3 separate regions of the Zea mays genome follow, and all the other regions are linked to region 1. The links are chromatin contacts, called in public Hi-C maps. All regions are on one chromosome and are shown on one strand. Each heading gives the region's core, a stretch centred on a gene start, on an enhancer-like site or on the middle of the called end of the contact. The rest is flanking DNA. Distances are from core to core; before and after follow the strand shown. Region 1 holds the start of LOC100285703 (yfnA). Region 2 holds the start of LOC100216704 (putative dnaJ chaperone family protein). Region 3 holds the start of LOC100286245 (3-isopropylmalate dehydratase small subunit 2).

Region 1 (3,920 bases), core at 1,026-3,525:
TGTTCGATGATGGGAATTAGACAGTGTGATTGAAATATTTACTGAAGTTTCCATACCAGAGTGCCAACGGAAAGAATATGTGAGAGCATACGCACATTAAAGAGGCCTGCCATGACTGCTGCAACACAACCGACCCAAATCTGAGACTGTACAGGAGTATGCCTTGTTGGGTGTACTTCAGCAAATACTGAAGGTAAAAGCCCATCCCTTCCAAGTCCAAAGTACAAACGTGACTGTTTACAATTAAGGATGTAAAGCTCATCAAGTAGATCAATTTGATTAAGTGAAAACTACTAGTGTGATCTAAACATACATAGCCAAGTTAGAAGGTATTACCTGAACATACAAGCCAACAAGAAGTGTTGTTGTAAGTCCAGCAACAGCTCCAATACTAATCAATACAGTAATAAATTTCAGGCCCTTAGCAGCAAAAGCCTCAGCCAAAGGAGCATCTTCACCGAGTAATGTATATGGAACCATTCCAGTAATGACCAAGCATACAGCAACGTATAACAACACACATGCTATAAGGCTTCCTAGTATACCAATGGGTAGGTCTCTCTGGAAATTTTGTTTGCAGAAGAAGTTAGAATGCATTTCACACTTTTATAATCTATAGATTATGTAAAAAACGAATACTGACATTCACTAAAAAATAGAATATGGCCATAAAAAGACAGGGCAATAAATCCAGCATACGAATTACCTGTGGCCTTTTGGCTTCCTCAGCAGAATTAGCAACCGCATCAAATCCAACATATGCAAAAAAGACTACTGTGGCTCCAGTCACTACAGATTTGAAACCATTTGGCATAAACGGAGACCAGTTTGATACATCCACCTCAAACACACCAGCAAATACAATGACTATAACAATGATTATCTGCATTTGGAAACAGGTGCATCAGTCCAAAGTAGTAAACAACAGTGCATATGCCTTCTACCTCACAAACATGAAAACTAAATCTTGAGAAACATAACACCTAACATTAAAAAGCATTGCCTTCTGCAAGCACAAAAAACTCTTATCATAGAACAACTAGTACCATATGGAAAAAGGATACCTAGCCACCTACCTAACAATGATGTTACATGAAGATACCGCCTAGCCAATTCAACAATGAGCAAGTTCAAGTTGCAGCAAACACAAACCCAATATGGGCATGTAAGCAATCTTACCTTCAATGTTGTCATAAACGTGTTCACTGCTGATGATTCTTTGACACCATAGCAGAGAATCGCAGTTAAGATGATGAGAAGAACGGGGGCCAGTATGTTAATTGATACAACACCACCAAAAAACTCCTCCCCATGGCCTACCCAGCTTGGAATTTGGCCCTTCAAGAGCGGGATTAGCTCCAAGAACTCGATAAAGTAGCTTGCTAAGCTGCGAGCAATGCTTGCTGCGCCGATATGGTAATCCACCATCAACTGAGTGAAGACCAAGAAGGCGGTGATCTCATTGAACGCTGCGTACGTGTACAAGTATGCTCCCCCAACCACAGCAGGCAACCGAGACGCCAGTTCAGCATAGCACAGGGCATTGAGCACGCACGCAGCTCCAGCAAGAACAAAACTGATCGTGACACCTGTTATATTATACCCTCATGTTAGTTTAAGTTCCACGGGAGCGAAACGAAGGACGACACGCTACTTAGGCAAATAGAGCAACGCTTCAGTTGGGGCATTTGAAGTAGCGAAAAAAATCGAGCACTTCCGTAAGTGTGCTCCACAACAAGCATGATCGATCCACCAAAATCACTGCGCCATCGCACTGCTTCTACTTAGCCATGAAACCAACAAGTTGTTGCTCTCATTATAAACATTATACAAATGTCGGCCTGGACCGAGCAGCAGCAGCAGTGTTTGGTTTCGATTCAAATTAGTACGGAGCTGTAGGGTTGGTTGACCTGGGCCGGCGTCGCGGGCGACGGTGCCAGTGACGACGAATATGCCGGCGCCGATGGACGCACCGATCCCGAGCAGCACGAGGTCGAGGACGCCGAGCTGCCGCACAAGGCCCTCGCCGGTGGCGGCGGCGGCGGCGGAGGCGCGGGCGCCGAGGGGCTTACGTCGGAGCGCCGCGGCGCAGAAGCCAGAGAGGAAGGGGCGGCCGGCGGTGGAGGAGAGCCTGTGGTCGCGAGCTTCCTCCATGGCGTCCGAGGGGATGGGGAGCTGGTGGCGTCGCGACTTGGGCCGTCGCGTCGTTGGCGTCCGCGCCCAGATCGGGAGGAGTGACGTCGGCTCTTGCGTCATGCGGAGAGGCGTGGGCGCGTGGCCCCGCCGCCGGCCGGGCGTCGGTCGGTCAGAGGGAAGGAAAACCGTGATTGGGCTGGCATTCTCTGCTCTTGGGCTGCAGCGGAGTTGTTGGGTTGGGCTCCCATCGAGTTCTACTCCGGTGTTTCTTCGTACATTTCTCTCCAGCCGGTGTGCTCAGTTTGGATATCTAGTATTGAAGTGGTTTAGAGAGATTGGAGAATGTATAAATTCCTAATAAATCAAAAACTCTTATAATACATTACAATTCACTCTAATTTCTTTTATTACTAAATTACCCAAATTAGGCCGTAACGGGATTGGGCACTGCTGTCCAACTGTCATTTATTACACTAGCAAATTGTTTTGTTTGCACCTACTATACTGCATCGCTCGTGGCAGGCAGGAAGCACTGTAGCAGCCTGCAGCAACGTGCCCGCGAGAAACTTGCTATTTTGTCGCTCTCAATTTTGATTTGTTTATAAATCGGATGACATACTGATAAAGTCTACAAATGACAATGGTAAAATTGTTAATGGCTCCCGCGCAAGGGCGAACAACCGAACAAGGAACATGCAACAGCCAGACCTGGTTTCATTCAACGGGTATTCGTATGCCGACTTGCCGTCCTTTTGACGAGCGACCATAAAATGGGCAGCTGGAGAAAGAGTCGTGCAGACTGCAGCGCCGCCGCGCCGAGCTCCGCCTCCAATCTGGAACAGCAAAGTCTCTTGCTGTCGTTTGGTGTGCGCGCGCACGCTGGCTCTTGTTCCTTTCCTGACTTCCTCCACTGACCAAGCGAGCCAGCTATCGCGCGGTCTGGAGCCACGAGAACGGCTGCTGCCTACTGCCTTGGAGCTGGCGTGGATGGATACGAGCGACGTACCAAACCCTAACTGAAAGAGTCAGGCGTGTGAGCAAATACAAACAGTCGCACGACAGTTGGACCCACTCAACGAGGGCATCGTGTCTCTAATCTACTACATTATATATATTTTTTTTAAAAAAACTCTAAATAGAAGCAGGGTCGTTTACGGCAGCCATAGGATAGTACTGCTATAATTATGATGGATTAGATGTCCTGATCCAGCAACGGATGCACTCGATTGCATCGAAACGACGCTCGGCAAGCCTCCCTGGATTGAATCGCTGGGAATCCATCTCAGCCGCTCAGGTCACCGAACAGCTAGCTTGGCGTCCTAAAAGAATCGGACAATCGTCATGAATTTGATGTGGAGACTGGAGAGCGACGGGACTGGAATTGAACGAGGAACACGATCGCTCGTTGGTCCTTCTGGTAAGCGTGAGAACAGGTGCTCGGCTGTGCTCGACCAAAAGCTTTGAAACGGCTTGCCAGAAGCATAAATGTATCGACAGCAACATGTCACTCACTCTAAATTCATCATCTATATTCATTCTTTATAATATTATTTAAAAAATTCTCTCCTCTATATCTCCTCCTTCTCTAACAATATTCTCTATATCTCGTTCTCTGTACATAAATATCTATATTAGAGACATATTTTACTTTCAATTTTTGTACGTACATATTTATCGTACTCTCAAATGTATATTTTTTTGTTAAATCTGTTGTTTTAAATATTGAATAGATAGAGGAAAGGCGAGATAAATTATATATATATATATATATATATATATATATA
Region 2 (4,326 bases), core at 1,154-3,653, 180 kb before region 1:
AACACGACGCTGACCCACCTTCGTATATCCCAACTCGACCCCACCACGTGCGCACCTTCTGTTTACGCAAAATATAACACATGTTTACGCATGCATAAACGTGCTCCACAATCGCGCGGACTCACGCGGCCCACTGGCCCGACCTGACCACGTGCGTGACCACTACCTTGGCTGGGGCTTTCCATGTCTATCGGAAGCCCAGGGCTTCTATTACCAACAGCCTATATATATATATATATATATATATATATATATATATATATATATATATATATATATATATATATATATATATATATATATATATATATATATATACACAGGTGAGTGAAAAAAGTGAAATGGCAACATGAGTATTTATTTAACAGAATATCACAAAAATGTGTTTATGGTCCTTGGTGGTTTTCATGAGACAGGATTTCAGGGGGCGGCATTGTCAATATCAAATCAATAATAATCTACCAAAATTCAATTCCAGCCACAACAATAACTCTTTTGTAACTTCAAATAATCATATGTGGTAGACAAAGAAAATTTAAGGTTGCCATGGGAAGTAAAGTTGAATGTAGAAGCTTACAGACATATCATATAACAGACAAGCAACTTGGCAGGCTAAAAGTTCAAAAAAAAAGATTATTGCATAGACCCAAAAGAACTATGCTGCCAGTCATATTTCTACTACAGTGTTGCTTTATCTGTAGATCAGAAAACACTACTTTCAGCAACCAAAGCTGGAGGAGCAAATTCAACACAAGAAACTAGAGTGCATGGAAAATTGCAAATATAAGCCTCTTGTGAAATAAAGCTATGCTATACCTACCACCCTCCCATGAAATACTCAATGTGTGTGTGGTAATGTTCATGTCTGGTTTTTGAACACACATAAAAATCCACTAAGCCAATGATGCATCATTTGAAAGTTGAGACATTAGTATATTTGCAGCATTGGCTACATATCAACACAGCAAAACTGTTCACCAGAAGACAATTTACCTATTGAGAACGAAGAAAAACTTACCCCTTGCACTTGGAGCACAAAGCACTCCGCGATAAAGATAGTTTCTTGGTTGTCCCATTGTACAGATCGTCTAAGGAAACCTTCATAGTATGCACCACATCTTCACCACGCTTTTGTCTGCGTCCTCTTGAGCTACCACCTATTAACCATAAACCGATAAATAACCAGTGTAGTATTTTAATCCAAAGGGAAGCATGAAGCAACGATATATATAAACAACACCACAAGATATTTTGATTACCCCCAAAGGTGCTAGAACCCGGAAAAAGTTGCTCAAAAATGTCGAAAGGGCTATGGAAATCACTGCTGCTGCCTCCTCCCATTCCTTCCTTAAGGGCATCTTCTCCATACTGGTCATAGATCTCCCTCTTCTCCGGGTCACTAAGAACATCATAAGCTTGAGACAGCTCTTTAAACTGCCAAGTTCATCATCAAGGAAAACCTGGCGATGAGAACACCTACAATTGCACATACTAAGCTAATATTACAGAACAAATGTGGACAGAACAAACCTTCTCAGGGTCTCCACCCTTATCAGGATGGTTTTTTATGGCAGCTTTTCTGTATGCTTTCTTAAGCTCATCCTGACTTGCGGTCTTAGACACACCAAGAACCTCGTAATACTTGGTATTGTTACTACTCTTCCTTGGCATGCGTCCAAACATGGTTGATAATAGGTACTTGCTATGAACGGAAAACTCAAATCAACTCAAGCGATTAATAACAATAATAAATGATAAAAAAGTGCCAGTACTTTTCAAAAGAGAAGGTACTCTGTAGCAGTGAACTTACAATAATAACATTGCCTTACCAGACTTACAAAAAACAAGGAACTAAGGTGTGTTTGTTTCCCTCCTAGATTATATAAGTTGGATTATGGTGGAAAAGTGGGAGGGTAAAATATCACTTTGGAACCACAAATAAGCTAGTATTGGGTAGCATTTCAGCTTATTTGTGATCCCAAAGTGTTTTTACTCTCCTACCCTTCCACCATAATACAACTTATATAATCTAGGAGAAAAACAGGCCCTAAACCACGAGCGGACCAGTCCAAACTAGCGGGTAGCGGCACAGGAGTTCAATTGAACACATACTCAAATTAAAGGAAGTTTTTTACTACGCTGCAGCCCAAAACACGAACCACAACACACGGTACGGATCGACGCTATCACACCAGGTCGAAGGATTTGACAACTCACATCAAACAAAGGATCATTCCACAGAACGAACCAAAAGATGCATGCAGATGAGCTAGGGTTTCCTTACTAGCTAAGGAAGGAGTCAGTTCAAGCACGGATGGATCTCCGCCACACGCCGGCCTGCGGAGATCAGGGCGGCGACGATGACGCCGGGAGGACGAGAGGCGGCGCTGCAGCAGAAGAGCGCCTGGATCTGTAGAGGCGTGTACGGCGCGTAGACCGGTACACGCCTATAAAAGAGTTGCGGTTGAGGAAGGTCGGCAAGCCACGGGATGAGTCGTAGTACGTGGGCTGGATTGTTTTTTTTAGAAGAACGTGGGCTGGATTGGTGGGGAATACAGTCCGTTGCCTCGGTTGCGTCATTCCGACAATTTTAGCCAAAGCCCATGTAAACAAACATACAATACAAAGTAGTAGGAGTACAAGTTTATTGAGTTGCAGCATAGTACAGGCTGAAAGTGCGTAACCTTATCACTCCATTTTTGCTCGCTTGTGCGTGCGCCGGGTGCCCGCATTCACCTCGCAGCTCATGTTTCTATGCACCATAAAATTTAGTGTATGTGGATTTTGTATTGAATTGAGTTGTAAAAACATGGGCAGTCGTGGAGGACAACCAAAAAAAATAAAGTATGACAGTGGTCTGGACTGTTGTCTGAACGGGGAGGGGCGGACGGCCGCATGGGCGCATATGGCGACACCGGCACGAGCGTAAGGCGCTCCACAACAACAGATAGCTTAAAATAGAAGATTTATATTGTTGATTATACTGTTTGTAAAATAAAATTTAAAATAGAAGATAGAATAGAATAGTTGCTAGAGACAGTCTAAGAAGGACCATGGCAAACGGCCGCACAGCGCACATCGTATGGGAGCTGAACAGGATGGAGCGCTGGAGTGGGTGAGCCGCAAGCGAAAACGCGGGCTACGAACATAGCTAGAGAGAGGAGCTCAAAGAGCGATAGCGATAAAGTGGGTTACGCGGTACAGGCTACTCCACAAGTCTGCAAGACGAAGAAGAAGGCCAAATAGGACACAAACGCAAGCAAGCAGTGAGGGTCACTGCTCGACCGCCATGGGACACCAATTCTCAAGGGCACCATCTCCTCAGTAGATGTAGGAACCCTCATTCTTATGTCTCAGACTAGCGACTAGCTTTGCAGGCCACATCCTACACACAATAGACTGCAAATAATCTGATATTAGAGTTAAGAATATTGCAAATGACACTGCTAGATAGATCAATGTTTGCTAGGGAGTTTTTTTAGTTTGTGAGAAATAGATTGATATCCCAATATATTTATTTCTTATCGAATATTATTTACAATACCAAAAGCTCTGACATCAACTGAAAAAACTTCTCAAAGCTAAAATTATTAAAGAATTATTTAATGTCTACAATGTCTAAAGAAATGTTAAATAGGCTATCAACTTTATGTGTTGAGAAAAAACTATTACATGCTATTAGTATTGAAGTCATCATTGATGATTTACATCTAGAAATGTTAGAAGTCATTTTTAAGGTGTTCTTTACAAGATATTTGAGGTAACAATCTAGAAACACCTCCGAGGACTTCGCTGCAAACATGACTCAACTATCATATAACTTAAAAGATCATTAGGTCAACCCTAATCCTCTAGTTGGGGACGTTATTGGTAGTGTTGTCATCTTCAACGTTACCGCTCTCCTTTGAGCTGGTCTTCAACTTGGCTGCCAGGTTTTCCATAGCTTGAGTGCAAGGTCTCGCACCTCCGAGGACTTCGCCAGACCAGCACCAACGAAGCTGGCTACGATCATGCGAAGGCCCGCACAAGAGAGGGGCTCACTGACAGCGACGCCACCGACGGGCAAGGTCATTATTACCAAGCGAAGACGCCCTCGAGTAGTCGAGTGGCCCTGCCTCACGGAACAAAGCCCCCCCCCCGCCTTTAACACCCGATGGAAGAGAAATGTGTTTGTAAGGATGAAGACCTCGAGCTCGCTCCCAAACAGGGCCCCGCTCTCGTCAAGTGGTGATGGTCCCACTTGTAAGACCCTCAGCAGGGTAGAATGAATGTTCAGTGCAGTTGAGTCATAGGGTTACTGTATTGTAATAACTCTATTGTATGGAA
Region 3 (3,948 bases), core at 293-2,792, 200 kb after region 1:
AGTTTTAGTTTCTATATTTGGCAATTTTGGAACTAAAATGGAATAAAATCTAGGGACTAAACATTAGTCCCTAGAAACCAAACACCCCATTTAGTCACCTTTGTTTCTTTAGAGACTAAAAGTGACAAGGTCTTAGTGCATAAATTTTATCATCAATTTGTTTGGAAAAAACATCCGTTCTATAATTAAGAGAAATTACATAATTCAAAGAAAAATTACATATTTTGTAAAAAACAATACAACACTACTCATCGTCATCATTTTTTTCCTCGTCTAATTTCAATTGTATGGACAAATTTTATATGGCTAACTTAAGGGTGATAGATTGTACTATTGATTGCGTTATTTTTTGGTTGGTCTTATAGAACATGTAGAGGTTGCTCACTCTTCACACTCTCTAAAATAGTGTAGTCTACAATTTAAAATAGTATTTTGTATGCTCACTAGCGAGTTGTTCGTTTTGTTACAGTTTGTATATATTATATAAATAGTTATTGAGACATTTATTTAAAATTAATTATTATTTAAATATAAATACTATGGTACGTGGGGTTCAGCGGTTAGCCCAAAAATTTGGAGGAGGGGGTGTGGGTTCTATTGCTCGCTCTCGCGGGCAGAGTCGAGTGCTGGACTGGCGAGATAGCTAGTTGCGCGGGCGTGGGGCCCACAGGGCAGTAGCTGAGAGAGCACTGCGCGGACGCTGGGTGTGAGGGCCATAGAGCACGACGGGACAGGAGAACCAGTCGGACCGCGTGGAGCGAGCCAAATTGTGAGGATGAAACTGTGGTAACACCAGATATCCATATTAGATTTTTAATAGAGTAATATAGATATATACGCTAGAGATGTCCAGATGGACCGGGCGGCCCAAAATCCGGCACGTCACGTAGTGAATCGGATCTGTGCCGGTCCGGCCAGGTCACCGGGCCATGCCTGGGCTAAAGGCGTGGCACGACGGGTTAGACCTGGCACGACCTAGTTTTATTTTTTTATTTTATCTATAAATACTTATATTATATTTAATATAGAGTATAAAACATAAACCCTAAAATATGCATACTTTTTAAGATATTTTTATCGTTTAAACATAAAATATTGTCATGGTCCCGTTAAACCTATCAGGCCATGAATCAGCCCGACACGATTATTAACCTAGCGGGTCGTGCTTGAACCTCACTTGGAGCTATGAGCCAACACGACACGACCCGCTAGCTAATTCGGGCAGGGCAGGCACGCCCGCTCATTTGACTCATTTGAACGTCTATAATATACGATGAAGATGACCAAGAGGCTCAAAGACACGGAAGGAGACGACAAGCCTTTCGCCCAGTAAGAATCAAGAAAAAAAAGTTTCTTTTGGTTGCTGGACGCCTGACAGTTCCCTGGCGTTCACGGAAACTGATTGTCAATCCGGGCTGGGCCGACGTGGCTTAGTTTCGTGGCGCTTACGAAATTACGCAGCCGCAGCTCAATGTATAATGGGCCTTAACCCGTAAGCGTTGAAGCATTCGATCCGTTCCCTTGCCCTAAGACCCACCCCTGATTTCATTTCCCCAATCATGGCGGCGGCTCTGTCGGGGACGGCGGTGTCCACGGCAGCGCTTCTAGCCCCAATCCGAGCTCCAACCAGCGCGTTTATCCGGCGCTCCCAGCTCACCTGTCATCGCCTCCACTCACTAAAATGCCGCCGCGCTGGGTCCATCGTCCCCGCGGCCGCTGCTGCCGCGGCGGGCAGCAGCTCGCCGTCGTCAGCCGTTTTCCACGGCGAGTGCTTCGTGGTGGGCGACAATATCGACACCGACCAGATCATCCCCGCCGAGCACCTCACTCTGGTGCCCTCCAAGCCGGACGAGTACCGCAAGCTCGGTTCCTTCGCCTTCGCGGGGCTCCCATCCGCGGCCTACCCGACGCCGTTCGTCGCTCCGGGTGAGGAGTCCTCCCGCTACGCCATCATTGTCGGCGGAGCCAACTTCGGGTGCGGTTCCTCTCGCGAGCACGCGCCCGTCGCGCTTGGGGCCGCTGGCGCACGCGCCATTGTTGCGGAGGGCTACGCGCGCATCTTTTTTCGCAACTCCGTGGCCACTGGAGAGGTGTACCCTCTGGAGCTCACGGACGTTGGGGCCTGGAAGGAGTGCAAGACAGGGGATGTGGTCACCGTGGACCTTGCTAACTCCGTTTTTATTAACCACACCTCTGGCAAGGAGTACAAGCTGAAACCAATTGGTGATGCTGGCCCTGTAATTGAGGCGGGAGGGATCTTTGCCTACGCCCGGAAGACAGGAATGATTGCGTCGAAAGCTGCTGCATGAGGGAAAGGTGAGATAATTGTATTTCATGTTCTATTCCTCTGCATATCAAGCTATACAATTGAACCTTGCCGATACATGTTGCTGTCTGCTTAGGTTAGTCCTCATGTAATTGTTGTTCAGAGATAAAATGGATTCATATTAGTCACCGTTGTTTGATAGTTTAATGTATATGACTCTACTATGTGGCAGTCATATACTAGGGACCACGTTGGAATCCTACTGATACTTGCTCATATGGAACCTATTTTTGGTACAGTCAGGGTTTGTTTAGAAACTTTGGATTATTCGATGCCTGTAAATTCCTTAACTACACCTGAAACTTTCTGTGCACAAGAAAACAGAAGTGGGGAGTGTACAAATTAACCTATGGGCAGAAAATTCCTTAACTACCACATCACATCGAGCATCAAACTATTGACAAAAACTAATCAGATTTCATACCACATCTGAAATCAGAACATGAGATGTATATTAGAATTTTTGTTTAGAAACTTATTGTTCTGCTAACCACATGGTTGTCTGATGAGTCAACCCAGTAACTTAAAGTTCTATTAGAATTACAATATTTTTTGGAATTTGAAGATGAGGTTCAGTATTTGGGGATTTAAAGATGACGTGTTTCACATTGCTATAATTATAGTATGTTCTTTATCAAAACAGTCATCAATCAGTTATTGGATGCATTTTTTTATCCTTAGGGTAATCCAATGATCAAAATTCCAGGTATTTCTTTGGATTTGTCGTCGCTTTCTACATACATAGAATCCGGAGGATCTGCATATACTCCACTTTAAAGATGAAGAAAACCTGGTTGCAAAGTTTTAACCAATTCTGATTTCTTGTGACCATCTGCATACATAGAATATTAGAATCTGGAGGATCTGCATATATTTAATTGTAAAGATGAAAGTTTTAATCAACCTTGAGTCAGCAGTAATAAAATCAACTTAGAGCTGACTTGAGCCATACTTTGACAAATTAATGGCCATATTGCAAAATTGTGACAAGCCTTCGGTAACTTGGGAGTATTTTTCTTTTGTCCCGTACATATTGTTTCCAATTCCTCAATGATGGCTAATTGGCTATGGCAGTCAACAATCATGACGAATTCCTGACCACGTCCTGTACTTCACTAACCTGAATCTCCAATACCTGGGTGTATCGTGTGAACATATGGGTTCCAAATGTTTGCAGGCCTTAGACTGCAGGTCTGATCAACTACGGTGGTTGGCGTGGTGAGAGATCTGCGAGCGGTATCGAACTAGTGGATTGGCAGGGAGAGGTTGAGAGGAAATGCACTAACTTAGCAGCTTTTGCGTTTTGGGAGGTGGATCCACCAGTGGGCAGACTGCCCAAAATGATGGATTGGCAGAGAGAGGTTAAGAGGAAATGCACTAGCATAGCAGGTTTTGCGTTTTGGGAGGTGGATCCACCAGTGGTCAGACTGCCCAAAATGACTGGAGGAGGGTCCGTATTGTGGTTGGATCTTCATCCCATGATGGCATTACTTGGTATGTGTCAAACCAGCATTTACTTGGAGTCTGACTGTGGGTAAGCTCCTCCCATTCCAGATCATTGCGTTAAACTTAGGTCATGTTTGGATCAGCTAGAATTTCTGGGTTGTGGCTTTTTAGAATTC

What was found. Hi-C and Micro-C count contacts between places; a contact is called where the count stands out from the background.
Region 2: a contact with region 1 is called in a Hi-C map of ear, with 3 times the contacts expected there. The contact joins the promoter of LOC100216704 here to the promoter of LOC100285703 in region 1. A contact is called at or near these places in 6 of 25 Hi-C or Micro-C datasets (bundle sheath, ear, leaf and 1 more).
Region 3: a Hi-C map of tassel shows a contact between it and region 1, with 4 times the contacts expected there. The contact joins the promoter of LOC100286245 here to the promoter of LOC100285703 in region 1. A contact is called at or near these places in 6 of 25 Hi-C or Micro-C datasets (ear, endosperm, leaf and 2 more).

Annotation. Positions count from the first base shown.
Region 1 is chr5:195,918,939-195,922,858 of Zm-B73-REFERENCE-NAM-5.0, reverse strand. It overlaps LOC100285703 (yfnA), which reads right to left and starts at 2,275. Exons shown (of 8, transcript NM_001174808.1): 1 at 1,911-2,275; 2 at 1,180-1,589; 3 at 707-883; 4 at 337-561; 5 at 57-233. The coding sequence starts at 2,256.
Region 2 is chr5:196,099,290-196,103,615 of Zm-B73-REFERENCE-NAM-5.0, reverse strand. It overlaps LOC100216704 (putative dnaJ chaperone family protein), which reads right to left and starts at 2,403. Exons shown (of 8, transcript NM_001143109.1): 1 at 2,285-2,403; 2 at 1,531-1,702; 3 at 1,260-1,434; 4 at 1,019-1,157. The coding sequence starts at 1,683.
Region 3 is chr5:195,713,376-195,717,323 of Zm-B73-REFERENCE-NAM-5.0, reverse strand. It overlaps LOC100286245 (3-isopropylmalate dehydratase small subunit 2), which reads left to right and starts at 1,542. Exons shown (of 2, transcript NM_001159133.1): 1 at 1,542-2,316. The coding sequence starts at 1,560. The coding sequence ends at 2,309.